6 separate regions of the Mus musculus genome follow, and regions 2, 3, 4, 5 and 6 are each linked to region 1. A link is a contact called in public HiChIP or PLAC-seq, Micro-C and promoter capture Hi-C data. All regions are on one chromosome and are shown on one strand. The core of a region is the stretch at or near the end of the contact, and the rest is flanking DNA. Distances in the headings are between cores, read along the strand shown. Region 1 holds the start of Kirrel (kirre like nephrin family adhesion molecule 1). Region 2 holds the start of Bcan (brevican). Region 3 holds the start of Prcc (papillary renal cell carcinoma (translocation-associated)). Region 4 holds the start of Mab21l2 (mab-21-like 2). Region 5 holds the start of Insrr (insulin receptor-related receptor). Region 6 holds the start of Lrrc71 (leucine rich repeat containing 71).

Region 1 (4,375 bases), core at 480-2,979:
GCCATTGTCTCCTGAGCTAGCGTTACAGACATGCACCACTATACTCGGATTCATTCATTCATTCATTCATTCATTCATTCATTCATTCATTCATTCATTCATTTATAATCTGACTGGTTTTGTGACTGGACCATATCAAGTACCAAAGCAATACCTGTTGAATGATCAGTTGATGAATAAACTAAAAACCCTAACATGTCTGAGTGCATGTGTTTGTATGGATGCTTGTCTCTGTGTGGGGTGGTATTCTTAATCTCTGGATTAGATATCCCTGTCTTAAAATTTTGGTTTTTGTCTATGCTTGCAAATATTTTTAACATAAAGAGAACTCTGAGTCATATTATGCTTTTGAATATGAACTTATGGGTCGTTTGTTAGTTTGGTTGGTTGACTGGTTAGCTGGCTAGTTTTGACTTTGTTTCTGTGCCCTCTAATTGTTCCAGATTGCGTCTGGACCACTCACTCAATCTAACTGTCAAGATTTTTTGAGGAAACTGTGCCCATCTCATATCAGCAGAGGGCACTAGAGCTGTGTGCCTTAGTTCCAAGCCTGAAGATAAAGCTATCTTGGCCAGGAGCTTTTAGGGACTCAGGAGATCTAGAATATGAGAAGGAAGAGGTGGAGGCCTCTCCAGATGGGCGTAATTGCAAAGTTGTGCAATTCCTGTGTTTCTATTATTTCTCCCACACTCAGCAGCCCAGTGAGCAGAAGGATGTATTTAGGGATTGGGAGAGGAGGTGGCTACTACACTGGGTTCTGGACTGGAGAACCCACCCGAATGCACTTCTATTTCGATTCTCCATGTCTTCACCCCAGTGCACCTCAAGTTCCTGAGTGCTTAGAGATCGATCAGTGGCTGCCTTCTGTAGCAAGCCTTCGGGGAGGCACAAGAGAAAGCCACCGAGTTCTTTGGTTTTCCCTCCGGATAGATAAATGTCTGGGGTGAACAAAGGAAGAGTTAACTGCGCCTCTTCATGGCTGCTACGGACTCCAGCGCTGAGGCGGGCCTCAATGTGGCTGGCTGAAGCCCTCAGAAGGGGCTCAAAGACAGTCAAGATTTCTCCAGCCTGAGATTTGTAGGCAAGAAGAGCTTCTCCCTCTCCAACACTCTCGAGTTAATTGAGAATTCTTAATTTAGGCATCTAGGGTTAGATTCTGGGGTTTGGGATTAAAACGAAGAAGAGATCTTAAAGCTTTTACACCCCCATCCCCCAGACGCATAAGAAGCACACCCCTCCTAACACAGTCATCCAAATTGATGAAGGTTCGTCCTCAGTCCTGGCTGCCACCCCATGCCCGGCTCAGTTACACCACTGGGGGTAAAAGTAGGTCTCGCACCAAGCACTGGTGGGCCAGGACCCAGCGGTCCTTGCTCCAGAGCCTGCGACGCCTCGTTCTCCCCACCCCTCCCCACCCCTTGCCTCTGCCCTCAATTCCTTTCTCTTTGCTCTCCTCCCATCTCGGTTCCAGCGAGCGGAGCGAGTGTGTGCGCGCGCGTTGGGGGACCAGGGGAGGGCAGTGGAGGGAGGCGCCGTCGGAGGGAGAGCAGACGTCAGGAAGAGAGGGAGGGAGCCGGGGAGGGAAGAGAGGGAGAGGGAGAGAGAGCGCGCGGCGCGGAGGTTGAGAGAGGCCCCGAGAGATAAAGCCGGAGGGCAGAAATTATTAGGGGGCGCGGGACGAGAGGAGGGGCCAGGGGAGCGAGCCGGCGGCTAGAGAGGCAAGCGAGTGTGCGCCTTGTGTGCAAGGGCGGGAGGGAGGAGAGAGAGCCAGCGGCGGCCCCGCTCGCGCCGACTGGGGCCCAGCGGCGGGCGGACAGCATGCTGAGCCTCCTCATCTGGATCCTCACTCTCTACAACACTTTCTCACAAGGTAAGCCCCAGCCGCGGGCTAGGGAGTCCAGGGAACGGGCGTGGAGTTTCCGGGAGAACACCGAGGAGTTCTTGGTGAAGCGGCCCAACTTGCTTCCTCTGGCTGCGCGGGAGAACAGAGAACTTAGGTCGCAAAAGCCGAGATCCGAGTAGAAAAGGGATCGGAGTGCTCAAAGTCTTTCCTCCAGTTCCTGGCGGTCCTTCCTCCATCCCTCCACTTCCTGGGCCCAGGGCCGGACTACTGGGTCCTGGGCAAGAGAAAGGCTGGGAGGAGATGGGATTTGATTTCAGATTTGGGGGGCGGAGTGCGTGGAAAACACAGACGCAGGCTTCCTAAGATGAGGCTGAGGGATCCTGCTACCCCAATCCAGCCTACAGTCACCTTCATCTGATGTGCGGCTGCATACTGCTTGGGGCTGCCCCTCAAAGGAAGGCTATATTCGGTCCCCCGCCCTGGAGGTTGTGGGTGGGAGATAGAAGTCTAGATACCAGGGTTGTCTGGGTTCAGGGGAAGGGGAGTTGACTGAGCCAGGCACTCACTTCGGGTCAGAAAAGTGCAGGTTTCTGAGGCTCCTTTGGAACTAGCTGGGCAGAGCTGGTAGGAAGAGTGGGAGAGAGATGAGTGCATTCAGGTACACTGGGCTGGATGCACGTGAAGGAACCAAGGGTCCAAACCCCAGCCAGGCCTGGGGTCTGCAGGAAAAGGCTTTTGCCTCCTGAGACTGACTCCAAGGAAGATTTAACACTGTCGAGCCCCTCGCCTGAACTGGAGCACAGAAATCAGACACACAGATAGCTTCCAACAGAGACATGGAGACAGACTACTCACCTAAGGAGACCCCCCCACCACCCACACACACACACACATGGAGACAGACACATACACAAAGACACTGATTGACACCTCTGAAGAAGGAAGATTCCTCTTCTAAGCTGACACACACTTGCCTAGTTATACCCTGGCATCAAACTTAAACTGTACATACATGTTTCCTACATTCAAAGGACATAGCACTCACTCACACAGAATTGCTTCCACACACCCCAGCCATGGAGCAAACAAAGAAACTTGGGGCAGACATTCTTATAGGCAGGCGCCTACAGAGATGTTACAGTCTTCAAAATGGAGGAGGTGGTCTCTCACTGGGGTGGGTGAGTGATCTGGAAAGAGAGAAGCCGCAGAATGGAAAGAGCCCCAGGCATTGGCCAGCTCTCTTCCTCTCCTGAATGGTGTGTGTGTGTGTGTGTGTGTGTGTGTGTGTGTGTGTAGGGGGTGGGGTGCTCCACTGGACCCCCCTCCCCTTTGCTAGCCCTCTCTCCTCCAGCTCGGAAGGCAAAGCTTGGCTTAGCTTAGGGGTCTCAATTCCCTTTCCCTCCCTGGAGCCTCAGGACCCTCTTAGAACATGAGAAGGCGCACATCCGCTGTGTGAGAGCAGGAGTCGAGTTAGGGGGAGGGAGAAAAGAAGGCCTGGTTTCAGGTTGGCCACTTGTCAGAAAGTTGGGAAGATAAGTTAAGTTCTGACTTTGTTCAAGCCAGGTTGCTGGAGAGGGGGAGGGGAAGAGCATGGCCGGTCGAGGGGCAGCTGTGTCAGTTCTGATAGGTGTCAGAAGCAGGCATCTCTCTGCCCCTCTCTTGCAGCCCTCATATTCCAACCAAGTAGAACGAGCTTTAAGAAACAGAAGCTGCAGTTAGCAAACATGAGAGACATGTAGCTTGAATCCCGGCTGACTGGAGGTCAGGGAAAAAAATGCTTGCCGAGTACCTGTCCATCATTGTGGGTGGGTGTGGCTAGGGAAGGCAACCGAATCCCAGCCTACTTGACTCTTATCAGAGGTGAAAGCCAGAACTGCAGAGGGGTGCAGATGTGTGTTTGGGGAGGAAAGCAAAGGGAGAGAGGGGAGTCAGGAGAGCCGCTCGCTCCTCGGCGGAGGGTTGGGGAGGAGACCCTTAGGGGAGAAATGGGGACATGGGGACACTGGCAAGCTGAGGACGAGGCAGGGAGAGTACACAGGGTGGTTGGCTGTGAGCTGGAGGAGGAGGGATGGTAGTGGGAAGTGAGGACGAGGAGAGGTAGTCTGAGGAGCAGCAAAACTGAGAACAGAGAAGAGCCGGGAAGGGGAAATTCAGCCTCGCTGAGAAATAACAGCCGTATTCTAAAGACTTTCGATGGGTTTCATCTATCTTCATTTTTTACTAAATAATTTTCTGTATCTTATCTAAATGAAAACCATTATCTTCCCCCTCCCCCGCTGCCTCGTCCATCACGCCCCAGCTCCCCAGACTGATTGCGCTGAAAATTGAAATATTTATTCATTTTCTAGGAGATTTTTCTCCCTCCCTAGTCTCAGGGAGGAGAAATTGAAAAGGAAGGATTGTAGTTAATCAGAGCAATGTGGGCTGACAGGATGGTCCCCGTGGGAGCTGCCTCCTGAGGCTGGTGGCTCTGGCTATAGGAGGAAAATCTCGTCCTCTGGCACCCCCTCACCCCAAGCTCCTCCTGTCTGT
Region 2 (4,375 bases), core at 1,345-3,844, 830 kb before region 1:
GCCCCTGGTGGCCGATACTCAGCTGCAGATCCAGCTCCAGGCCACAGCTGTGCCATCTCTCAGAACCACCCCCTGGCATTTCTAAGCTTTGCTATGCTTCCTGGCCCCCTTCTGAGACTATCAAAGCCCCCATTCTCTGAGCACAGCTGTGCCAGCACTGGGCCCCTCCCAGCCAAGAAGCCAGGTGTCTGGGCCTTGAGGGGGCTGGCTGCCAATGCAGGAGAGGGCGCGAGTCTGAACAGCCCTCCAGCGGCCACTTCAGATGGGCGCACAGTAAGAGCCAACACCGAAGAGGGGTGTTTGGGAGGCGGGAGCTTTGCGAGCAGCGTGGGTTCTCACCTTGGGCCACAGCTTTGGCCTGTGTGGAAGCTATTGCCCTGGGAAAGCGGGAGGAGATTGCTGGTTCTTCAAGAGAGCCTGGAAAAGTCTCCAGGGCAGGCTGGGAGGCAGCCAGCTGCACCACGTGGGGACAGGGCAGGCGAGCCGCCACTGCCTGGCTTTCTCCAAGCTCGCCTTCCTCCTCCCTCTTTTCCTGAGCCCTTGGTGCAGCAGTCCTGGGCAGGCCACTTCTGATTCAACCGGCTGACCCTTGTGACACCGCCGTTTACCATTTGGCATCTAGAAGACCCTTGTGGCTATGAGAACTGTCATGCCCTGTTGCTAGGACACGGGTTTGCACACGAAAGCCGCCATTCTGGGCTCTGTTGGCTTCCAGTGCCAAGATCTCTGTCTAAGATCTAAAGGGGATGCAAGGAGCAGGCCAGGGTCCAGGAGCACCTCAGATGGAGAACAGAAATGAGCAGAGTCCTTTGGCTATGAGTCAAGATGCCAGACTCCATAATTGGGGAAAAGGTACCTATCAGCAATGGCTAGAGTTGTGTGGGTGTACCTCGATGCAAATGTCCCCAGCTGGAAAAAAGGGGGGCCTTTATAATGCCCATCTTTTATAGAAAGGGGCCCCTCTCAAAGACTCAGTCCCCATGGGCTGCTGAGCCCCTAACCAGACCTCATAAGGCTGTGAATGACAAAGAATAGGATTCCACAGGAGTGGTGGGGACCCTGCTTGGTTGATCAGAAGAGGCCAAGGCATTCCTGGCAGATGGCTGCCTACTGGCTCCACTGGCCCCAGGATTCTTTTCCCCTTCCCCCGGGTTGTGCACATTGGTAACTCTGAGCTGGGGGCGGGGGCGGGGGGTATCTCTTTCCTGTCTTCCTTGGTCACAGTCAGGTTTTCCCAGGCAAAAATTGTGTTATATCCAAGACAGCAACTGGGCTGAACTGCAGCCCCTTGGTTTCTTTCCTAGCTCCACCTGGGAGACCTGCAGGGCATGGAGCCCATGTGTTGGTGAGCCATGCAGGTGCAACCCAGAGCTGGCACCCAGCACCTCAGAGTCCTTCCCAACTGGTGACTCCCCCAGTCTTAGGGCCCCAGACAGGGCCTGGTACATAGATGACTTGTGGGTCAAGCTTAAGGAATGAATAAATGAAGGCCTCCTGTGCAGCTTCTTCAGGGGCCCCTTTCTCCTTTCTGCTGGCACCACTGCCTGGTAGTTTTCTCCCTGCGTGACTCTGCCCTGGGTTTCAAGGTCCTTCTGTCCTGTCCTTACAGTGGGCGGCATTAGCTGGAGTCCTCTCTTTAAACTTGTAAGGCTTTGGAGAGGAGTTTGTTTTTTTCCAGAGGTTCTGAAGGCGTTTTTTTTTTTTTTTGTTTTGTTTTGTTTTTTGGTTTTGTTTTGTTTTGTTTTTTTGGAACTCCATCCAAGGCAGGGGGTGGGGCGTGATTAGGAAACTGTTCCCTGAGTTGGGGGTGAAGGTGTCTGCAGACAGTCGGCATTTGGGGATCTAGAAATGGTAAGGTCACAGCCCCCACACCGGCCTTGAGGACAAGGATCTGGCTGAGTGGCCTACAGCTGGTGCCAAGGCTTTGCCTGGAGTCGCAAGCAAGAGGAGGAAAGTGGGAAGCCTGGGAAAGCAGGGAGAAGCAGCGGGTGAAGTGGGGGTGGGGGACAGCTGGCAGTCCTCGAGGCCCACCCCCAGGCTCCTGGCTGCACACTGGGCAGCCCAGCCGAGGCTAGCAGGCTCTCCTGCACACATTGATCTGCAACCTGTGACGCCTGCTCCATCACTCACTGTACCACTTGATACCGCGCGCCTAGACTCTCTTGACTTGGGTTGCCTAACCCGTAGTTCTGCGAGTCGACCTCCACCTGGTCAACCACTGCAAAGTCAGCTCCTCCGCCGGGGAGGGAGAGGAGCACCGGGGGAGCACAGCCCGATCAAAGCTTCCTCAAGAGGGATGGCTGTGGTCATCTGCCTTTTCTCTGGCCTGAGAAAAGGACTTCCCCTTTTCACCCAGCAGTGCCCTCTTTCCCGGGGCAAAGCTCCTGTCGTCCCTCCATCCTCTGCGCGACTAAGTTTGAGCCGGTCTTCCTCCCTTTAACCAATGAGAAGTCCCTCCCGTGTTCTAACTCTCCATCCTGCGTCGCCACAGCGCCCTCCATCGCTCCCTCCCCGCCCCTTCTGCCCTCCCCGCTGCAAGTCTTGGGCTCCCGTCCGCGGAACCTTGTCCTACTTCGCTTGTCCTCCCTCTGCCCGCTGTCGCCCGGAACCCGCACAGAGAAGGCAGCGGGTCCCGTGACCGCGCAGAGCCCCCCACGGGGGCGGCAAGGGCCGGGGACGGCGGGGAAGGCGGGGCGCGTGGGAAGAAAGGGGGTTTTGTGAGGCTCCCGGCGAGCTGGCGCCCCTGTCTGGGTCCCGCGCGCCCGGCCCTGCTCGCGCCCGCGCATTGCGCCGCAGTCTCGGCTGCGGCTGCGGGACGTGCGGTGTGCGCGGAGGGGACCTCGCAAGGTGAGTGCGGAGGCCTGGCCCTATCGGTCGCTTGCTTGCTTGCTGTGTGACCTTGGGTAAGTTTCTTGACCTCTCTGAGCCAAAGGATCCGGGCGAGGGCGAGAGCGGGCCGCGATACTGGCTGCTGTGGGCGACCGAGACAGTGACCCACCGTAGCTTCCTGGGGTCCCCAGGCACTCGGGGGTGCGGTCGGCAGCGGCGCCTCTCTGAAGGTGGGCGCGCAGCGCTCTGTGCCGGCTTCGGCACCCTGAGCCACGCGTCTGCTCGCTCACTGTCCTCGCCGCGCAGCCTTCAGGAGCCAGGGGACGTCTGGGCTGCGGAGCGACTAAGGATGCCCGGGCTGGAGACGACAGGGGACTGCTGAGCTCCGGTCCTTGTGGTGGCTTTCCTCCGGGAAGTGTCACAGTAGCCACTCTTGGCCACTTGGATCAAAAATTCATGTCTCAGGGCAGTCGGATCCTCTGGCCTCAGGCTTCCTTCCTCATCCCGTGCTGCCCCAACACGGGTAAAAGAGGTAGCCACAGGGCCGGGCGGGCGTGTGAGTAGCTCCTGCTCCCAGCCTCCCCTCCTCAGAACGCTCCAGCACCTGGCTTACTTGCCAGCGGTAACCCGAGTGACTGCTCGCCCGGCCCGCTGCACAGCACAGGCCAGAGCGCTGCTTAGCAGGGGAGTCTGTCCTGGGAGGATCTAGGAGGACCGCTTAGGCTCAGGCTAGCGACTATGAAGGCAGACCGAGTGGGAGATGGAGCCAGTGAGAATAGGTATGGTCGGTAGGAAATCTTGCCTGACGTTGTAACTGACCCCCGGCTGCATCATTAGCCATGTAGTCCTGGGTCCCCGAATACTCCCAAGTCTGACTCTTTACAGAGTGTGTTCATTATCTGTGCAGCTTTCCTTCCTGAGGGCACAGTGACCTGGCTCCCGGTTTGGCTCAGAGTTAGCTCTAACCCTCTCTGGTCATCCACCTCACTTTCCCCGTGAGCCTGTATGCGCAATGAGATCTCAGAAAGAGAAACTGTTTCCAGAGCTGAGGGCCAGGGCGGGGGGGGGGGGGGGACGACTGGCCTCTCCCTGTACCCTTCTCCAGTACACTCCAAGTTGTAGGCTTTCACAAAAGATGGGTGGGGGAAGGAGCAACTGGATAGAGGCCAGACTGGCAGGGACAGGGTCTTTGTCCCAGCTGGCTTCTGAGCCAGGAGATCCGGTGGGAAAGCCCGTGCCAGGCAGAGGGGAATGGCTGAGAGCAAAGTGGGAGGGAGGGAGGGATGGAGGGGGCAGAGGATGTTGGGCACCAGGGGAGCTTCCTTACAAGTCCTGGTGGAGAGGAAGCAGAGGGAGAAGCCGCTGTTTCAGCAGGGTTCAGTCTAGGAGGCCCTCCTGGAAGAGGAAGGGTTAGGAAGGGAAGGTTGGAGCTTTACTGTGGGGGAAAGAAACTCCTGGTTGGCACCTGAGGGCGGGGAGGGGGGTGTTTGCCAAGGGGGTGAAGTAGGACCATAGTTGCGCTCCCAACCCCACCCCTGCGTCTGTG
Region 3 (4,375 bases), core at 1,091-3,590, 710 kb before region 1:
GGCTGGCCTCGAACTCAGAAATCCATTTGCCTCTGCCTCCCAAGTGATGGGATTAAAGGTGTGCACCACTGCTGCCCGTTGGTATTCTTTCTTTAGAAAAAAAACAAAAAAACAAAAAAAAAACAAGCCGGGCGGTGGTGACATGTGCACTATGCCCAGGCAAGGATTTGTAGTTTTCAGTTTTCCTAGGGCACATTTTCCTTATATACATTAAAATTTGTTTTTGGGGTGGCACAGAGAGATGGCTGGGTGGTTAAGATCACTGACTACTCTTCCAGAGGTCCTGAGTCCCAGCAACCACATCATGGTGGCTCACAACCATCTGTAATGGGATCTGATGCCCTCTTCTGGTATGTCTGAAGAAAGCTTCAGTGTACTCGCATAAAATATATTTGTTTGTTTTTTCGAGACAGGGTTTTTCTGTATAGCCCTGGCTGTCCTGGAACTCACTTTGTAGACCAGGCTGGCCTTGAACTCAGAAATATGCCTGCCTCTGCCTCCCAAGTGCTGGGATTAAAGGCATGTACCACCACGCCTGGCAATATATATTTTTTTCAAGACAGGGTTTCTCTGTGTAGCCCTGGCTGTCCTGGAGCTCACTCTGTAGACCAGGCTGGCTTTGAACTCAGAAATCTGCCTGCCTCTGCCTCCTAAGTGCCCAAGTGCTGGGATTAAAGGCGTGCGCCACCACTGTTGGGCTATAAATAAATCTTAATTTTTTTTGGGGGGGGGACAGGTATCAGTGGGGTGTCAAATTCTGAATCATGTACATACGTGCATGCTAGCTAAGCACTGTAATGTTGAGCTGCCTAAACTCAGTATAGTTTAAACACAGGTGTATACAAGTTATTCTGGGAGATTTAAGCAGATGTCTAGAGAAGGTGGTATAAGTTTGTGTATGAAGCCAAATGTTCAGACACATGGCGAGGAGGCTGGTGAGGAAGAGCCACATCCTTTCACAGTCTTTACAATCCTCATCCTTCGCTCAAAGCACCCTTTCCACGTTCTTTAGCCTCCTCCCTGCCAAACTCTAGCAGCTCTTTCGTTGTTGGCTGACCTCAAAGGTTTTCTGCTCTTAGGAGCAGGGAGGTACCCACAGAGAGATGGGTTCATGTATAAAGGACATGGCAAGTAGAGGGCCCTCAGTTAGAGGGTGACAGAAGTGATCCAGAATCACAGGGAGCCAGGGAAGAGCAGTTGCACAGCACGTCATCATAGACGGGCAGTATGTGAAAAAGCCTGCAGTAAAAGTGGGTGGATATGAGGGCCATACGCAAAGGCCGAGAAGACAGCACATCCAGCCAAGAAATGAATGCCAAAGACACATGCACTGTAGGGTGGGCACAGGTGATCAACCCCTAAGAACTTGGAAGTGTACCGGGCCATAGTCTGTCCTTTTACTGAGGTAAAGTGATTAATCTCCAATTCTCCAATACCTTGCCCTAGTTTCCCGTGCTTCTCACTAGTTGCTGAGGAAGGAGCCCAAGTCCCCACACTCATGGGGATAGCGTTCATGGGAGGTGTGTACTGTTACTAGATGTATACTGGTGTATTCATTGGTTAAGAGCACTGACTCTTTTTTTTTTTTTTTTTTTTTTTTTTTTTTTTTTTTTTCTGTGAGACAGAGACAGGATTTTCTGTGTCACCTTGGCTGTCCTGGACCTCACTTCATAGTCTAGGCTGGCCTCGAACTCACAGATCTCCGCCCGCGTCTGACTTCCTAGTGCTGGGATTCAAGGTGCATGACACCACCCTTGCCATGCTCTCAGATGCCTGCGGCCTCGTTTTCTTTCTGGCTTCGCAATCTTAATTTTATAACGTACCCTAGAGCTTTGTCTTTTCTTGGGGTGCTTTGTTCTAACACCCAGGTCGACTCGGAAGCATCACTGTTTTATTTACAGGTAACTTTCCCTTTAAGCTATTTACTTTCCCAGACTTCATCACTTTCCCGACAACACTTGCAGTTTCTAAGGGTACCACAGCTCCCATAATCCTTAGCTGCTCTGAGGAACTTCAAGTACCGAAATGCTCTAAATGCTTACGTGCTACCGCGCTGATCCATGGGGCTTGTAGTAACATAGGACTTGAAAGGACACACAACAACAAACAAACAAACAAACTACGAATCCCAGGAATCACTGCATCAGAGGAAGCTTTCGCTCAGTCTTTCTGCGCACCCTTTACGCCACCTTTAGACTGCAATTCCCGCCATGCTTTGCACTGAGTTCCCGGAGGTAGAGAATGGGGTTGTTGCTAAAGTCTTCTCTGGGAATTGTAGTTCTTAAGTCTGTGAGGTGAGTAGTAGGCGGAGTGACTCGGCGGCCATTAGGTGTGTGTAGTTGCTTGGTGCTAGGAGCTTAAGTGTAGCGGGAATTCTTACTCGGTGGAAATCAACCCTAGCCATGGGTTCCTGCCGGGGATAGTTCTAGAGCACGGAGCAGGAGGCGCTTTTCGGTTCCCCGCCTTGCCCGCTGGTAGGGCCTACTAGGCCGCCGGGACATCCCGGGTCTCAAGTAGGCCTAGTCTGCCAGCAAGGGCGTCCCAAAGGCGGGAGGCGCCATGTCTCTGGTTGCTTATGCCAGCAGCGACGATAGTGAGCCGGATGAGCCGGAGCCGGAGCCGGAGCCGGAGGAAGAGGATGTGGCGGCTCCTATGCCAGGGCCCACTTTAGGAGGCCTGTTCGCTTCTCTTCCTGCACCCAAAGGCCCGGCCTTGCTGCCCCCGCCCCCCCAGATGCTGGCCCCAGCCTTCCCCCCGCCGCTCCTGCTGCCCCCGCCCACCGGAGACCCCAGACTGCAGCCGCCTCCGCCGCTGCCCTTTGGCCTGGGCGGCTTCCCGCCACCTGCAGGAGTGAGCCCTGCTGAAGCTGCGGGAGTTGGAGAGGGGCTGGGGCTGCCATCGCCTCAAGGCCCTGGGCTCAGTCTGCCCCCAGCTGTGGGCGGTGTCGGACCCCCCTTGGGCCTTCCCAAGCCAAAGAAGAGAACCGAACCGGTTAGGATAGCGGCGCCGGAGCTGCAGAAGGGCGATGTGAGTATGGAGGGGGGGGGCACCTCAAGTCCCATTGGGCTGGAGTTTAGGGGTAGGAGGGACTTGTAACCATAATGGAGCTCGACAAACGCATCCGTTGACTCCGAGCCGCTGGAATCCTCTTAGAAGGCGGTTAAATTCACCTGAACTTGCCTGCTTTGGGGAGTTAGGGTATTGGCCATGAGGCATTCTGGAACCTGGGACTTCCTTGCAGAAAGGGATGCGTGGTATCCTTGGTACTGACAGGCTTAAGGCGCATGCATGGAGACAATTCTTTCCCTTTCAGCATCTTTATCTCAGTTGGCTTCTCTTCCCATATTGAGGGCAGGTTAAAAGTGGCGCCTGAAGTGACAGCTGGTGGGACTAAAGTGCTCCTGTTGAACATCCAGGACCAGCCTTATCCTTTGCCCCATCTCTAAAATAAGAAGGCTGGAAGGAGGTAAAGGACATGAGTGGAGTTAGAGAAGAGATGGAATGTTTACTTATTTTGACATGGTTCTAGTATTGTAACCCAGGCTTTTCTTGAATCACTGTGTAGCTCAGCTTGGGCTTCAACTTGTGATCCTCTTGTCTCAGAGTCCAAGTGCTGGATTAAAAAGTGTATTACACTATCCCTGGTATAAGAAATTGAGTATTGCCTCTCCCTCACCCCCACACACAATGGGAGTTGGACTTGTAGCCTCCCTCACACATAGTAGGTAAATGCTCTTCCACTGAGCTACAAAACCCAGCCCTGTTTCCATTGTTTATTTTGAGGAATGGTTTTTCTAGATTGTCTAGACTGACTTGAATTTTAGATTGTTCTGCTTCAGTCTCCCCTGTAGCTGGGATTACAACCTATAGAAGCAGGATTTGGTAGTCCAGGCTGGCTTCAACTTTAGTAGCTAAGATTGTCCTTAAACTCCAGATTCTCCTCCATCTCCTTCCTGAGTGCTGGGATTACAGCTGAACACCACCATGCCTGCTTTATGCAGCTTACATTCATGTCTAGGGCTTTGTGCATGCTAGGCAAGCATCCTTATCAACTGGGCCATATCCTCAGCCCTAACATACTATTTACAGATATGAAAATGGAGTCCAGCATGTAGTCTTACTGGAGATTGACAACTGGATCTGTTTAAATCTGTTTCACCATCTAGATACTGTCCAGGCTAGATGAGCATTAGAGTATAGTTTCTAAAAGAGGCAGCTAAGATTACAGTGTTTTCTTGTTTGTTTGTGTGTTTGTTTGTTTGATGGTCTCTATGTAGTCCTAGATGCCCCCCTATAACTTGCTCTGTAGACCTGGCCTTGAACTCAGATCCTCTTGCTCCTGCCTCTTGGGTTCTGGGATTAAAGACTTGTGCCA
Region 4 (4,375 bases), core at 669-3,168, 630 kb after region 1:
TCAAGTCTCCAGCCCTCCGGACCACCAAAGACTAAGAACGAATGAAGGGGTAGGGATCCAAGCATCTCATGCCCAGTAGAAAGAAACATTAGCTCTCTCGGTAGCAACTGAATTCAGGTTCTGGTAGGTTTCAAAAAATGCAAGTCAAGCTCTCCTACGGGGTTTTACAAAAGTTATACACAGCTTTTTAAAAAAAAAAAAAAACGGGCTAAAGATTTTATTTTCCCTATGCATAACCCACGGCTTAAATATTATCTGCCAAATCAACCTAAAAATAGCCCTTAACTACCTGAGTGTATTAAAACAACTGAGAGCCCTGGCATCTTAAATTCTGAGATAAACTCCCAGTAGCAAGTGAATCACCTTGCTGCAGCCCTTGTTTTTCCAAAAGTCCTACGAGGCAGCAATCACACAGCTTGTTAAGGATAACACATATTCTAAGGAACAAGAGCGACTGAGTTTTAGTGGGATGCAGGGGAGGAGGAAGGCCATCTGGGTAATCAATAACAGTAAAGTTATAGATTTTTATCCCAGTCAACTCCTTTAAAAGCAAGAATCAATTATGAAAATAAAATTATTCTAAACCAGTACTGCCCAAGAATATGTTCACAATTAACGTCACAGTATTTAAAAAATTAAGAAAACCTGAATTCAGGCTCATTTTTTTCCTTCATTTTAATTTAAGTCTAAACTATTTTGGTAGCTTATTTCAATCAGCAAGTATAACCAAGTAATGTATGCTAATATATAAACTTACAGTTTCTCAAAACTCACATATTTTCTCTCTAGTTATTGGTAAATTCCTATAAGAGTAAAATAATGACACAAAGATAGCTAAATCTAAATTATGAAATAAGGATCAAAAACATATCTGGAGTAGTTTTTGTCCTGTTCTGTATTTTTAACAGCATATGGAAATTACTAACAAGAGATTTATGGTTATAGACTGTCATCCTATCCCCTCCTTTACACATACACAGCAATTCTCCAGCTCTTGGCAACAATGGGATGGGAGGGAAAGAGAAGGGGGGGGGGACTACAAAATTTAAGTCCTTTCTTAAGCTCCCCTTCCTGCTCTCATTTGCCTTCAAGCCAAAGACAGTTTGTTAGAGTCTGCACCTTCTGCAGAATGTTCAGAGACTTAAAACCAAAAGTGAAGCTCACTGAAAGCACTACTACTTTGCAGGAATTGATCCAGCCATACCCAGAGAAGAATCCCTTCTATGAAGACTCTCCTCCTCACTGCAACGGTAAGAAAAGAGGATAAAAAAGAAAATGGGACTATGAAACGAGTGAGAGCATTTGGCTTCTGTCTAGTCCCATTTTCTCACCCCCCACGCCCCCTTTATCAAGTGCAGTGTGGTGGCTGCTGAGGTCCCAAGCTTGTCCTCTCTCTCTCTTTCTCTCGGATTGGCTAAAGCACTGACAGCTTGCATAGGGATTGTAGGAACTGAAGCTCCACCCCTTCACGGTGGCCCAGAACCATTCATAAACTAAGGAGAGAGAGAGAGAGAGAGAGAGAGAGAGAGAGAGAGAGAGAGAGAGAGAGAGAGAGAGAGAGAGAGAGAAGTGTGGGGGGCAGGTATCAGAGGACAGGGGGATGAGGTAGAGACTGCAAACGCAACCCAGAGGAGAGGAAAAACCCGGACTCCTTAGACCTGCACACCAGATACAACGTAAGCAACGATTTAGTCACACTAAAATAGATTTTGCTAGGGCCAAAAGTATAAATAACGAGGCAGAAAAGAATATCAAACAACTTGCAGCAGTTTGCACCTAGAGAAAGGCAGGAAGAACCCACCACAAACAAACCAACCCAATCCAAACAACGCCTCCAGTAGGAAGCCAGGAAAACTGCTACGACACAACCCCCTGAGAAGAGAGGAGACTAGCACGCTGAGACCGCGCGGGGCGTCTGCAAACCTCAGAGTGCGCTGCGGCCTGAGCTGTACTTCGCTGCTCTCCGGGCATTAATTACATCCTTCACTTTCCTTTTGGGGGAGGGTAAGGAAGGCATCACCTACGCTGAGCGAAGGCGTCCAACCATCGAGGGAGAAGTTTCAGAATGAACCACTGAATGTTTTTGTCTTATTTTTAAATTTACTTTGGCACTTATAAGACTTCATTTCCAGATATCTGGGCAATCGTGGCTGCTGCGGACATCTAAGCCTAGCCTCTTGGTAACCTAGTTTTTTCTCTCTCACGATTTCATCCATCTCTCCCGCACAAGGAGAGGCTCGTCTTTATTTTTGCAGGTACTTTCCCCCCTAAATAATATTATTTCTAATTTTCTGCGGAAGAAAGAAAAGAAAATTCCAAAGAGGGAAAAGAAAAGGCCAGCCGGCTATATCATCAGCCGGTCAGCCCAGGTGGAAAGCAAGAGTGAAATTGGGGCTTCAGGGGGAACGCACCGCCTTTCCACAGCCGCAGGGCCACCACCAGTGCGTGAGCCTTGGATCCCTCAACGTATTGCGAGACGCCGGTGTACAGCCCGGACCTGTGCCCCAACATGATCGCCGCTCAGGCCAAGCTGGTTTACCAGCTCAATAAATACTACACCGAGCGCTGCCAGGCGCGCAAGGCTGCGATCGCCAAGACCATCCGAGAAGTCTGCAAGGTAGTGTCGGATGTGCTAAAGGAAGTGGAGGTGCAAGAGCCCCGCTTCATCAGCTCTCTGAGTGAGATTGACGCCCGCTACGAGGGGCTGGAGGTAATCTCGCCCACCGAGTTCGAGGTGGTACTCTACCTCAACCAGATGGGAGTCTTCAACTTCGTGGACGACGGATCTCTGCCCGGCTGTGCCGTGCTCAAACTAAGCGATGGGCGGAAGCGGAGCATGTCTCTTTGGGTCGAGTTCATCACAGCGTCTGGCTACCTTTCTGCGCGCAAGATCCGCTCGCGTTTCCAGACACTAGTAGCCCAGGCGGTGGACAAGTGCAGCTACCGGGACGTGGTCAAGATGATCGCCGACACTAGTGAGGTCAAGTTGCGCATCAGGGAGCGCTACGTGGTGCAAATCACCCCAGCGTTCAAGTGCACCGGGATCTGGCCTCGCAGCGCGGCACAGTGGCCTATGCCCCACATCCCCTGGCCCGGCCCCAATCGGGTGGCGGAGGTCAAGGCCGAAGGGTTCAACTTGCTCTCCAAGGAGTGCTACTCGCTGACTGGCAAGCAGAGCTCCGCAGAAAGCGACGCCTGGGTGCTGCAGTTCGGTGAGGCGGAGAACCGCTTGCTGATGGGCGGCTGTAGAAACAAGTGCCTCTCGGTGCTGAAGACGCTGCGGGACCGCCACCTGGAGCTGCCTGGCCAGCCGCTCAATAACTACCACATGAAGACGCTGCTGCTGTACGAGTGCGAGAAACACCCGAGGGAAACGGACTGGGACGAGGCTTGCTTGGGCGACCGTCTGAACGGCATCCTGCTACAGCTCATCTCCTGCCTGCAGTGCCGCCGCTGCCCTCACTACTTTTTGCCCAACCTCGACCTCTTCCAGGGTAAGCCCCACTCGGCCCTGGAGAGCGCTGCCAAGCAGACCTGGAGATTGGCCAGGGAAATCCTCACCAATCCCAAAAGCTTGGACAAACTATAGAGTGCTGCCGACTGCGTGGAAAGCAACATAAATGGGCATGCTCTCCCAGAACACACAACAACAGCAAAAACTCGAAACACAAACTTTTATGTAAATCACCTGAAAGAACGGGAGTAGGCAGAAGACATCCTAATTAAGAAGCAAACAAAAGAGGGCAAACCAACCAACCCCCCCACCCCAAAAATAACATTCTTGCACAAAAATGATCGTTTCCTTCCAAACAATGTGAATTTAAAGATCGCACAAAAGAAGCAATCCGGCTTTGCGAACACAAAATGAAACCCAAGGTACATTTTTCAAATCAATGTATAGTAGCTTCCCTTCTTTTCCTTCTTTACGCCCGCCCCTCCTTGTTTTGGGTTGCTTGCGTGATTGTCACCAAGTGAAAATAATTATTTAACTATATGTGAAATTTCTTTTACAAAGTTTTACTGATGTGAAATGTGTCTCAGTGCCAATGTCAATGTGCCCCTGCCTCCTCCTTTTGCACCCCTAACCCCCGCCCTAAAATGTCTTGTTGAAACCAGTAAACCAGTAATAAAAATATTACTTTACATTGTAATTGGCTGCTTGCGGATTGTTCTTGAATGAAGGCAGATGAGATCACTTTCTAACTTACAAGATGTGAACTTGAACTAAATACAGGAAGCTTCCATTTGAACTCTGATTTGCAAACTTTAAAATACAGCATATTCTGGAGAATTAATTATATAAATCTCCCCCAAAATCCTTAGTAAAAAGTAAAATAAGTATTTTACTCAATATAACACATATTTTATGTTAATA
Region 5 (4,375 bases), core at 796-3,295, 620 kb before region 1:
AGACCTGTCTTCCTATACATTCTCTCTGTGGTCCATGCTCGACTGTCGGCTGTTGCACACGTGCGTGTCCACATGCTTGCGCACACACTAGACTAGGCAGGTACATACACAGAAAAAGAAGAGAAGGAAAAACACTTCTGTTCCCTCCATGAAAGCCAATTAGGCTCTTTGAGGCAGGTGGGGGGGTTCCCTCAGGCGCCCACTTCCCATCATGCCTTAGCCTCTCCAGAGCTCCCCTAATGTGAGACATTGGAAAAACAAATCTAAGACCTTTGCAGATTAACCCCTGCCTGTCCTCAGGCCAAGCTCCAGGGAGAGCTTCGCTGGGAAACAACAGCTGGGCTCCTTGACCAAACACTAACTCCCAGGGCATGCTTGCTTTATTTTGACAACTGTGCTCCTGCCTAGCATCTGCTGTGCAGTGTCCTGGCACAGAAGGAACAGGGGTAGGGCGTTCAGGTAGATCACCATGCATTGCAAATCTTCTGGCCTCTTTCATGAGACACCTTACCCCAGTCCATCTGTATTATCCTTACAGGAAAGGGAGCCCTGGCTTGGTCCTGGAAGCCCCCACTTAGAAGAATGTTTTAAGACCCTTCCCGTTCCCAGAGTGTTGAGTTCCCAAACTCTGTATGGAGGACAAAGGCAGATTAAATGATGGCGTTATACACTTACTGTTTCCTCTTCTGTTGCTTCTTCTTTGTCCCACATAGCCCCTGGCAACCCATGAGGGGCTATTTGGTCTGCATTAGTCCCACTCCCACTCCCTAGGTGCCTTTGGTGAGAAGTGTGAATCTGAGGTATATCACTGAGTTACGGAGGAGAGGCAGTCCTCTCTCAGACAGCCCTCCTGCCCACAGTGGGACCCCAGGGTCCCCACCAACACAGATGAAAGCCTGGGGTGCCAGAGCTCAGGACTTGCCCTGGGTCTGCCTCTCCTGTCTCTGAGCCTACAATCCACACAGTAAGTCAAATTGCTTAATGGTGCCTGGTTTTCAGCTTCGATCCCAGCCTGCCTCTTATCAGTCAGTGGCCCTAGAAGCAACCTCCAATTCTCAGTCTCATTTTGGTTTAAACTCAGACTTTACTGGGATCGCGGTTTCACTAACAGCCGTGAGTTGAAGAACATCTGTTCGTTCCATTTCTAACTCCTTAACCTCTTAGGGGAGCTGAGAGAGAAAACTCTTCATATAACAGTTCTAGCTGGCAAAAAGTCCTTCTGAGAGCTGATCCTCGTCTTCCCGTCCCAATAAAGACTAACTAGGAATCAGTTGTGCTGCACACCTTCAACCCCAGCTCTTGAGAGGTGGAGGCAGGTGGATCTCTATGTTCAAGGCCGGCTTGGTCTACAGATAGAGTTTTAGGACAGCCAGGGTAACACAGAGAAACCCTGTCTGGAGACACCAAAACCAACCAACCAAAGACTAAGTTAAGTATAGGTGTTCTGGAGGGAGATGGGGGTTAGACGGACGTTGCTGGGGACTCACCCTCTAGTGTGTCCAGGCCAGATCCCAAGGACAGCAGGCTCATAAGCAAGTGTACTCCCCAGGGCCACAGAGCAGGCACTGCCATGACCTCAGCCCTGGTTGTCTTCCAGGTATCCTCCAGGGAGAAAGGAGGATGCAGACCCAGGTTCCAGTGTGAAGTGGCAGGGGTGGGGACGACGACGACACACAAAGGCAAAGGGATTAGAGATCTCAAATAGAGACCGCGGGAGATAGAAAAGAATTTCGGAACAGAGGAAACAAAGCCTGTGACAAGCAGCTAGAGACAGCCTCAGTGTGGTCCAGAGACAGATACTGGGACAGAGATGCAGATAGGAGTGGAGGAGCCTCAGAGAGGCATCCAGAGGGAGGATGATTCAGAACACAAAGATCCAGACAGTCCAGGCAGTCCTGAGGGGAGGCAGAGTGGAAGCCCCCGGTGAGCCCCGGGAGTGCCCCAAGGGGCGGCAGCGGGGTCCCGAGACACCCGCAGCACTCCACCCCGAGACACTCCGCGGACCTCCTGGACATGCAGACTTCCACTCTCGGTCGACCGGCCGCGGCTGGTGGGGCAGAAAGGCAGGGACCTCGCCCAGCTCCCGCCCTTTCCAGAAACGGATTGGTTTACGCCGCCGCCCGCCGACTTCTCTGTTCTCTCCGCCCCTCCCACCAAGTCAAGGGAAAATATTTAGCCTGTCAACTGAGGGAGGTGGGGGACAGATGTGTTGGGGAAATAAGGTTGGGGGCCAAGAACTGAGCTCTGGAACCCCTCTCTCTGTCTCAGTTTCCCTCTCTCCCCCATCCCCACCCCCCCAACCCGCTCGCTGCAGATCTGGAGGGAGCGGCTGGGCTCCCTGGCTTGATTTGCAGGGGAGTTCTGGAGTCCAACAGGTGTTTTGACATCTGCGGGGTAACTTCCCGCAGCCTGGACAGGTCGGACTCCACTGGTGAAACCTGAAGACCTCACCACTTCGACCTCACCACTTCGCCTCTCACAGCCCTTCCCAGCCTCCCGAGGCTACTTTGAACATACTTCCTTGGCGCGGGGTATGTCCCCGTCAAATCCCTTGGTTTTGGCTCAAATCCCTAGGAGACGAGTCGTTCTTCTCTCTGTGAGATTCCTCCTTCATTTGGTTACTTTTTTTTTTTTTGGTTTTTCGAGACAGGGTTCCTTTGTGTAGCCCTGGCTGTCCTGGAAGTAGACCAGGCTGGCCTCGAACTCAGAAATCTGCCTGCCTCTGCCTCCCATGTGCTGGGATTAAAGGCGTGTGCCACCACTGCCTGGCTCCATTTGGTTACTTTTAAGAACTCAGGATGCTTAGTGGGTCTCTATATATGTACTTATTCGGGGCCACTTGGAGGACAATTCATGATGGGATGATCTCTTAAACGCGACACTTATACGTGCAGTCAAGAAGGCCATTGCGCAAGACTTGCCATTTAGTGGCCTGGATGCTGGGCCTGAGACTTCCCAGGTTCACAAATACCGTGAGCCGATGGTTCCCAGCTCCCACGTCCGAAGAACTAAGAGATCTATTAATTTCTCCGCACAGAAATCGATGCTCTTGTCAGGACGGCGATCGATGCCAAGCTTGGTCTGCCTGGCCATGGCTCGGCTCTGGGGCCCCAGATGGATGGTTAGGATTGGGAACTGACCCTAAGACCAGAGGCACAGCTTAGAAAGGCTCAGAACTGCTCTTCTCCGCCCTCGAAGCCCCAGGCCGAGCGCAAACGCCGGGCGCGAGGGCTTCTAGCGCCACCCTGTGGTCTTTTGAGGACCGAGAGGTCTCCACTTTCCAATCTTCCTCCAATTGTGTTCTAAGGACTCTTCTCTCCCACTATTTTTCTCCCCAGGTTCTGCATCCAGCCATGCTGAGGCCCTCTCCCTTTCCTTACTAGGGTCTGGAGAGCGTTCACCTAACTTATTCCAAGTGACATGCACACCCTCTTAAGTAAAGTGCACCGTGAGGCTGGCTGGGATGACCTGGACTTCAACCCTTCCCTTGCTCAATTTCTCCACTTCCCCGCAAATCTGAAAATGCAGCTGTTTTACTGTGAGAAATAAGGTATCAGCTTCCTAGCTCCCCCAGCCTCAGAAGACACTTGTGAGGCAATCTATGGCAGCCCCCCGCCCCAGGTCTCCTGCAGCCGCGAGGGACATTAGGAAGGCGAGCTGGCATTAGGGCCTCAAAAGGGGAGGGGGCACTGGGGGCATTGGCAGGCGGGGCGGGGCGGGGCCGTGGGTGCCGCCCTCTCCTGGTGGCTAGTCTTTAACACCGCCCCGCGCACGTGTCGCGCGAGGCCGGGCGGCGGCAGCTAGGAGCGCACGGACGGCTGCGCGGCCCGAGCAAGGCGGGCGCCGCCGCGATGCTGCGAGGCCAGCGGCTCGGGCAGCTGGGCTGGCATCGCCCGGCCGCGGGGCTAGGCAGTCTGATGACTTCGTTGATGCTGGCCTGTGCCTCCGCCGCATCCTGTCGCGAGGTCTGCTGTCCCGTGGGCCCCTCGGGGCTGCGCTGCACCAGGGCAGGGTCCCTGGATACCCTCCGCGGCCTGCGGGGCGCCGGGAACCTGACGGAGCTGTGAGTGTGTGTCGTTCGGGGGAGGGGTGCGGGGTCAGGAGGGCACAGCCCTTCCCCGAGGGCGCGCACTCATTCACCTCTGGCTTGAGGGGTCAGGCTTGGCTGCTGTAGGAGACTGGCACGTGTAGCCTTTGGCTGTGCTGCGGCGGCTTCTCCCGCTGCCACCACCCTGGCAGAGCCGCGCAGTCACTGTCTGGATGTCGCTCAGGATTAAGGGTAGCTAACTGTGGTGCTGGTTTGGGGTAGAGCAAGACCGAAACTAGGTGGATTAGGCATTGGTCCAGCGATCTAGGATAAGAACCTTTTTGTGGG
Region 6 (4,375 bases), core at 1,154-3,653, 570 kb before region 1:
CATGATAGGGCAGGGCCATGGCCTTTGGGTGGTGTGGTCTCAAAGCAGGTGTGATATTGGGAGAACTGCCCTCGTCCTCCGAGCCTGTTCCTCCTCTGAAGGTTGAGTGTTTGAGATGGTGCTTGAATAGTACCAGAGAGAGAGAGACAGACAGACAGACAGACACAGAGACAGACAGACAGATACAGAGAGAGACAGACAGACACACACACAGAGACAGAGACAGACATACAGACACAGAGAGAGACAGACACACACACACACACACACAGAGACAGAGAGAAAGACAGAGACAGAGAGAGACAGACACACACACACAGAGACAGAGACAGACATACAGACACAGAGAGAGACAGACACACACACACAGACAGACACACACAGAGAGACAGAGAGAAAGACAGAGACAGACATACAGACACAGAGAGAGACAGACACAGAGAGATACACACACAGAGACAGAGAGAGAGAGAAAGAGAGAGAGAGAGACAGACAGACAGACACACACACACACACAAGTTGGGAGACAGTGTCTTCATATTGTTTGAGGTGGACAGGTTGGGTAGTTGAGCAGAGGGCCTTGCCTAGTCATACATCCTGGTGTTTGACCCAGCCAACCCACACTCATTGCCCATTGCCGTTCACTTCTCTGTGGGTAGGAAGAGGCTGCAGTAGGAGCAGCCAGGGGAGGCTGAGGAGTCACCTCATCTTGTCCTCTCTGTCTTCAGATGAAGAGTCTTTGGGCTCCACGCCCCCGCTTCCTCCAGGCCTGCCTCCTGGTCACTACGACTCCCCCAAGAACAGCCATATCCCTGGACACTATGACTTGCCTCCAGTACGGCATCCTCCATCCCCTCCATCCCGGCGCCAGGACCGCTGAAGAGCCGGCATGGTATGGGAGCGTGCCTATGTACCCTGCCAGGAGCAGGGACTGGACCAGCAGGCCACGAACAGAAACACTTGGTGAAGTGAACAGAGACGGACTGTGGCCCTGTGCTTCCACCGAGGGAGACACTAGTTGACAAAGTGTCTAACCCTCTTTTCCCACCCACTGCTCAAGTCCCTGTGGACATAAGCTGGTGGGCAGAATGTTGTTGTACAAGTGTGATTTTAGATCGATTTTTTTTAAAAGTATGTGTTGGGTACCTTTTCTGTGTGTATGCTCAGGCAGGCTGTGTGTGTCTCTAGTTGGCTTTAGAGGGAGTCAGGTATAGGTTCTGCCTTCTGCACTTTCCATCTTATCTAGTAGTCAGCTTCCAAGCTTAACTAGTTAGAGCTCCACCAGCAGCAGGCCCTAACTACCTGCCTGCCCTTCACCCAGTAATCCTCCATGTCTTTGCTCAGAGGATTGCTCCCCGACTCTGGTGTTTGTCCTCCTGGTACGCCTTGACGGTCCTGCAGTCTCCCTTTCCCGTCTCGCTTCATTCTTTCCCAGAATGAAGGCTGTCTGCCACCCTACTTCCCAGCCCAGGAATTGGCACATCTAAGTTCAGCCTTCCTAAGTTACCCGTTGAGTCCTGCTTGCCCTTCACATATTCCACAGAACACCCACCCCACATCTGCTTCATAGCTACTCTCTTCTCCACGTACCCACAGAAGGCAGAAGTGGTACCAGGCAAGAAGATGGGATTGTTGCATTTTGTTTTGTTTTTGAGACTCTGTCTCACTATGTAGTCCTGGCTGGCCTGGAACTCAAGAGCTCTGCTTGCCTCTGCCTCTTGAGTGCTGGGTTTAACGGCTCAGGGTCACATGCACAGCTCAAGCTGCACTCCGATGTGCTTTCCCCTGTTGCTAGATTAGCGTCTGCCTCCCCCTAGTGGAGAGGCTGATCGCCAGCTCTCTGATGCAGGACTCTGGTGTTTAGGCTCACTCACTATTGGTTTCCTTGGCACAGGGTAGTCACTCAATAAATGTTCCTCTAAAAGCTGAGTGGCTGAATCAAAGTACCAGCAATACCGTGTCCCCAGTGTCCCCCAGAGCCTAGTTTGGAGCTCTCCTCAGAGATAGAGTCTCAGCAGAGAGCAGCATCCGTGCTGCTGTGGTACTGAATGAGGAGCCAAGCAACTCAAAGGGGCCCGGGATGGCGAAATGGTAAAGATGGGACCTCCTAGATCAAACCAGCAGACAAGCCTCCAGACCTCCAGGGAGCTGAGGAGAGCTGGCAAAGAACTCAGCATAGCCCGAGCCCTTACCACTTGGGCCCTTCACAAGGCACTCTCTCTCCCCTACAACCTTCTAGCTCAGTGCGTTGTCCTCTCCCCCCACAACCTCCTCTGCGAGTACAGAGAGTACAGACCATTAGGGCCCTAGCTGCACTGCCCTAGATTCCACGCATCTATGCCCTACGCCTAGCCACGCCCACTGGCTCTGGCTCTGGCAGAGTCAGGGGCCTCCACGTGCACTCTTTGCCCGTTGCTCCGGCCACAGCCCCACCCAATCAGGCTGGGTTGCCCTGGAGAGGGCAGTCGCGGAGTCGCTTGGCTGAGTGGAGATCCTAGGGGTGAGGCCCACAGAGTCCCGTTTCATCTTGCCTCTCACTCGAGGGGTCCAAAAGCACCCCTATGTCAAGTGAGCCAAGCACTACAGGGACCTCACCCAGGACTCCGCGTCCTGGGGCCCAGAAGTCATCCGGAGCAGTAACCAAGAAGGGGGATCGGGCTGCTAAAGATAAGACAGCAAGCACCCTGCCCCCGGTGGGAGAGGACGAGCCAAAAAATCCGGGTATGCTGGCGGGGCAGGGCTGGATTAATTGGACTTGACGTTTTCTTTTTTTTTCTTTTTTAAAATTAAAACTGGTCAGCAACTTGCTCTACAGACTAGGCTGACCCCGAACTCAGAGGTCTACCTATCTCCTCCGAGATCAAATGTGGATCAGCACATCCCACCTCCTCAGGGGTTGGTCTTAAAGAGTACACATTGCCTGGGGAAGCTGACGTGCACTGTAAGATGTGACAAGATAGGTCAAAGAAGGCTGAGGCAGTGGTGAGAAGATCCCGTGGGGCTGTGGGAAGGTTTAGGAACACAGCTCTATGGATATTCATTTAGACAACAGTTACTTTTGAGTGTCTTCTCTGTGGCCATGGTCACAGTTGTGCTTTGGCACGCTTAAAGAAAACTATTAAAGTTGGATTAACAGGACCATTGCTTCTCATGTTGCAAGGGACAGAACTCAGTTTGAACCAATTAAGCACAAAAGGGAATGTATCAGAAGGCATCTTGATACAAATTCGATGCTTTTGTTATTAAAGAGGGTCAGGACCCCGTTTTCCTTGCAATGGAAATAAAACACTGGGAAAAGATGCTGCCGGTCTGCCTTTTGCCAGGTGCTGTTTTCCTGTCAGCGCTAGTGCCCAGGGATAGGCAGGGTATAAGGAACTGGAGAAAAAGCATCTTTCATAGGGAAGACAGATAGGCCAGGGTTTGCTGGGCACAGAAAGCCCACACACATACTTGTGATCCCAGCACTCGGGGTACTGAGGCAGGAGGCACTAAGTTCCTTATAGAACAATACATCAAGACAGTGTGACCCAAGGGAGTAAAAGAGAAAAAGAAACGCTGGCTGTGCATGGAGGAGATGGGAAACAGAGATAGGGGCAGCAGAAAGGTGAGTGTGACTCTGAGTAGCCCAGTCCAGGGACGGTGATCATCGGCACAGGACAGTGAAGGTTTGAGAGGGTGTGTTAGGCTCCTGGGAGATGGAGTTGGTGAAGGATGAGGGGGATGGAGAGTCACCCTGCACTGCATGACCGAGTCCCAGGTTTCTAGCCTGGGATGCTAGCTGGGTGGAGATGTGGGAAGAAAGCTGGGAGAAGGGCCGTCCAGTGGCGGGCCTTCAGGTTCGAGGCTCAGCAGGAATGAGAAGTGGCAGGGTGACTACTTTGGGAACTTCCAGGGTGCTGGGATGTTCAAACCTGAGACTCTCTAAGATGGGTCAGAACTCTGACTGAAGAAACACAAAGCAGAAGGCTCTAGCAAGGATGGCCGGCCCGAGCAGCTTTGGCAGATGCAGGGACCAGAACTCAAGTGACCACTGCACAGGGACCCTGGGTATGGGCAATGTGGAGGTCACAGAGACTTGTACAGTTGCCATTGTATGTCCTGGTGACTAGTTTCTCAAACTGTGGGTTGGGGCCATTTAGCATGGGTCTGAGGACAAAAATAAGTTCCTTTGAGACAGTCTTGTAGGAATAAAACCACTGTGAGAGCCTACTCTTCAGGGGTTCCCATGGATGTTAAAGTTTGAGGGGCTCTGCTCCTGAGAGGTGAGTGATGCTGAGAAGGGTGAAGGGTGCATCCAGTTGAGAAGAGCCAGCCTGAGCATACACAGGGCGCTGCAGAGGCCACCCACCCTCCACGAGTCTCCTTCTAAGTGTTA

What was found. Promoter capture Hi-C pulls out the DNA fragments that hold promoters and counts their contacts. Hi-C and Micro-C count contacts between places; a contact is called where the count stands out from the background. HiChIP or PLAC-seq counts read pairs in DNA pulled down with a chosen protein or histone mark.
Region 2: a contact with region 1 is called in a promoter capture Hi-C map of embryonic stem cells. The contact joins the promoter of Bcan here to the promoter of Kirrel in region 1.
Region 3: a Micro-C map of embryonic stem cells shows a contact between it and region 1, with 6 times the contacts expected there. The contact joins the promoter of Prcc here to the promoter of Kirrel in region 1. A contact is called at or near these places in 1 of 484 Hi-C or Micro-C datasets (embryonic stem cells) and 2 of 115 datasets of contacts at active chromatin or transcription factors (large pre-B cells and pro-B cells).
Region 4: a promoter capture Hi-C map of embryonic stem cells shows a contact between it and region 1, with 4 times the contacts expected there. The contact joins the promoter of Mab21l2 here to the promoter of Kirrel in region 1. A contact is called at or near these places in 3 of 39 promoter capture datasets (embryonic stem cells, hippocampal neurons and stem cell-derived epiblast-like cells) and 1 of 484 Hi-C or Micro-C datasets (embryonic stem cells).
Region 5: a promoter capture Hi-C map of embryonic stem cells shows a contact between it and region 1. The contact joins the promoter of Insrr here to the promoter of Kirrel in region 1. A contact is called at or near these places in 6 of 39 promoter capture datasets (the C10 cell line, cranial neural crest, embryonic stem cells and 3 more), 1 of 484 Hi-C or Micro-C datasets (embryonic stem cells) and 3 of 115 datasets of contacts at active chromatin or transcription factors (bone marrow-derived macrophages and embryonic stem cells).
Region 6: an H3K4me3 HiChIP or PLAC-seq map of pro-B cells shows a contact between it and region 1, with 3 times the contacts expected there. The contact joins the promoter of Lrrc71 here to the promoter of Kirrel in region 1. A contact is called at or near these places in 1 of 39 promoter capture datasets (stem cell-derived epiblast-like cells) and 1 of 115 datasets of contacts at active chromatin or transcription factors (pro-B cells).

Annotation. Positions count from the first base shown.
Region 1 is chr3:87,171,891-87,176,265 of GRCm38.p6, reverse strand. Kirrel (kirre like nephrin family adhesion molecule 1) reads left to right here and starts at 1,729. Exons shown (of 16, transcript NM_001170985.2): 1 at 1,729-1,870.
Region 2 is chr3:87,998,575-88,002,949 of GRCm38.p6, reverse strand. It overlaps Bcan (brevican), which reads left to right and starts at 2,594. Exons shown (of 14, transcript NM_007529.2): 1 at 2,594-2,847.
Region 3 is chr3:87,883,527-87,887,901 of GRCm38.p6, reverse strand. Prcc (papillary renal cell carcinoma (translocation-associated)) reads left to right here and starts at 2,340. Exons shown (of 7, transcript NM_033573.2): 1 at 2,340-3,027. The coding sequence starts at 2,560.
Region 4 is chr3:86,545,826-86,550,200 of GRCm38.p6, reverse strand. Mab21l2 (mab-21-like 2) reads left to right here and starts at 1,918. Exons shown (of 1, transcript NM_011839.4): 1 at 1,918-4,151. The coding sequence starts at 2,510. The coding sequence ends at 3,589. The region is part of intron 40 of Lrba (LPS-responsive beige-like anchor); the gene reads right to left. Gm31677 (a long non-coding RNA gene) reads left to right here. Exons shown (of 5, transcript XR_375777.3): 3 at 1,187-1,250.
Region 5 is chr3:87,794,621-87,798,995 of GRCm38.p6, reverse strand. Insrr (insulin receptor-related receptor) reads right to left here and starts at 2,045. Exons shown (of 22, transcript NM_011832.2): 1 at 1,488-2,045. The coding sequence starts at 1,572. Ntrk1 (neurotrophic tyrosine kinase, receptor, type 1) reads left to right here and starts at 3,834. Exons shown (of 17, transcript NM_001033124.1): 1 at 3,834-4,063. The coding sequence starts at 3,852.
Region 6 is chr3:87,746,651-87,751,025 of GRCm38.p6, reverse strand. Lrrc71 (leucine rich repeat containing 71) reads left to right here and starts at 2,403. Exons shown (of 15, transcript NM_028971.1): 1 at 2,403-2,721. The coding sequence starts at 2,562. Pear1 (platelet endothelial aggregation receptor 1) reads left to right here. Exons shown (of 25, transcript NM_152799.2): 25 at 729-1,929. The coding sequence ends at 880.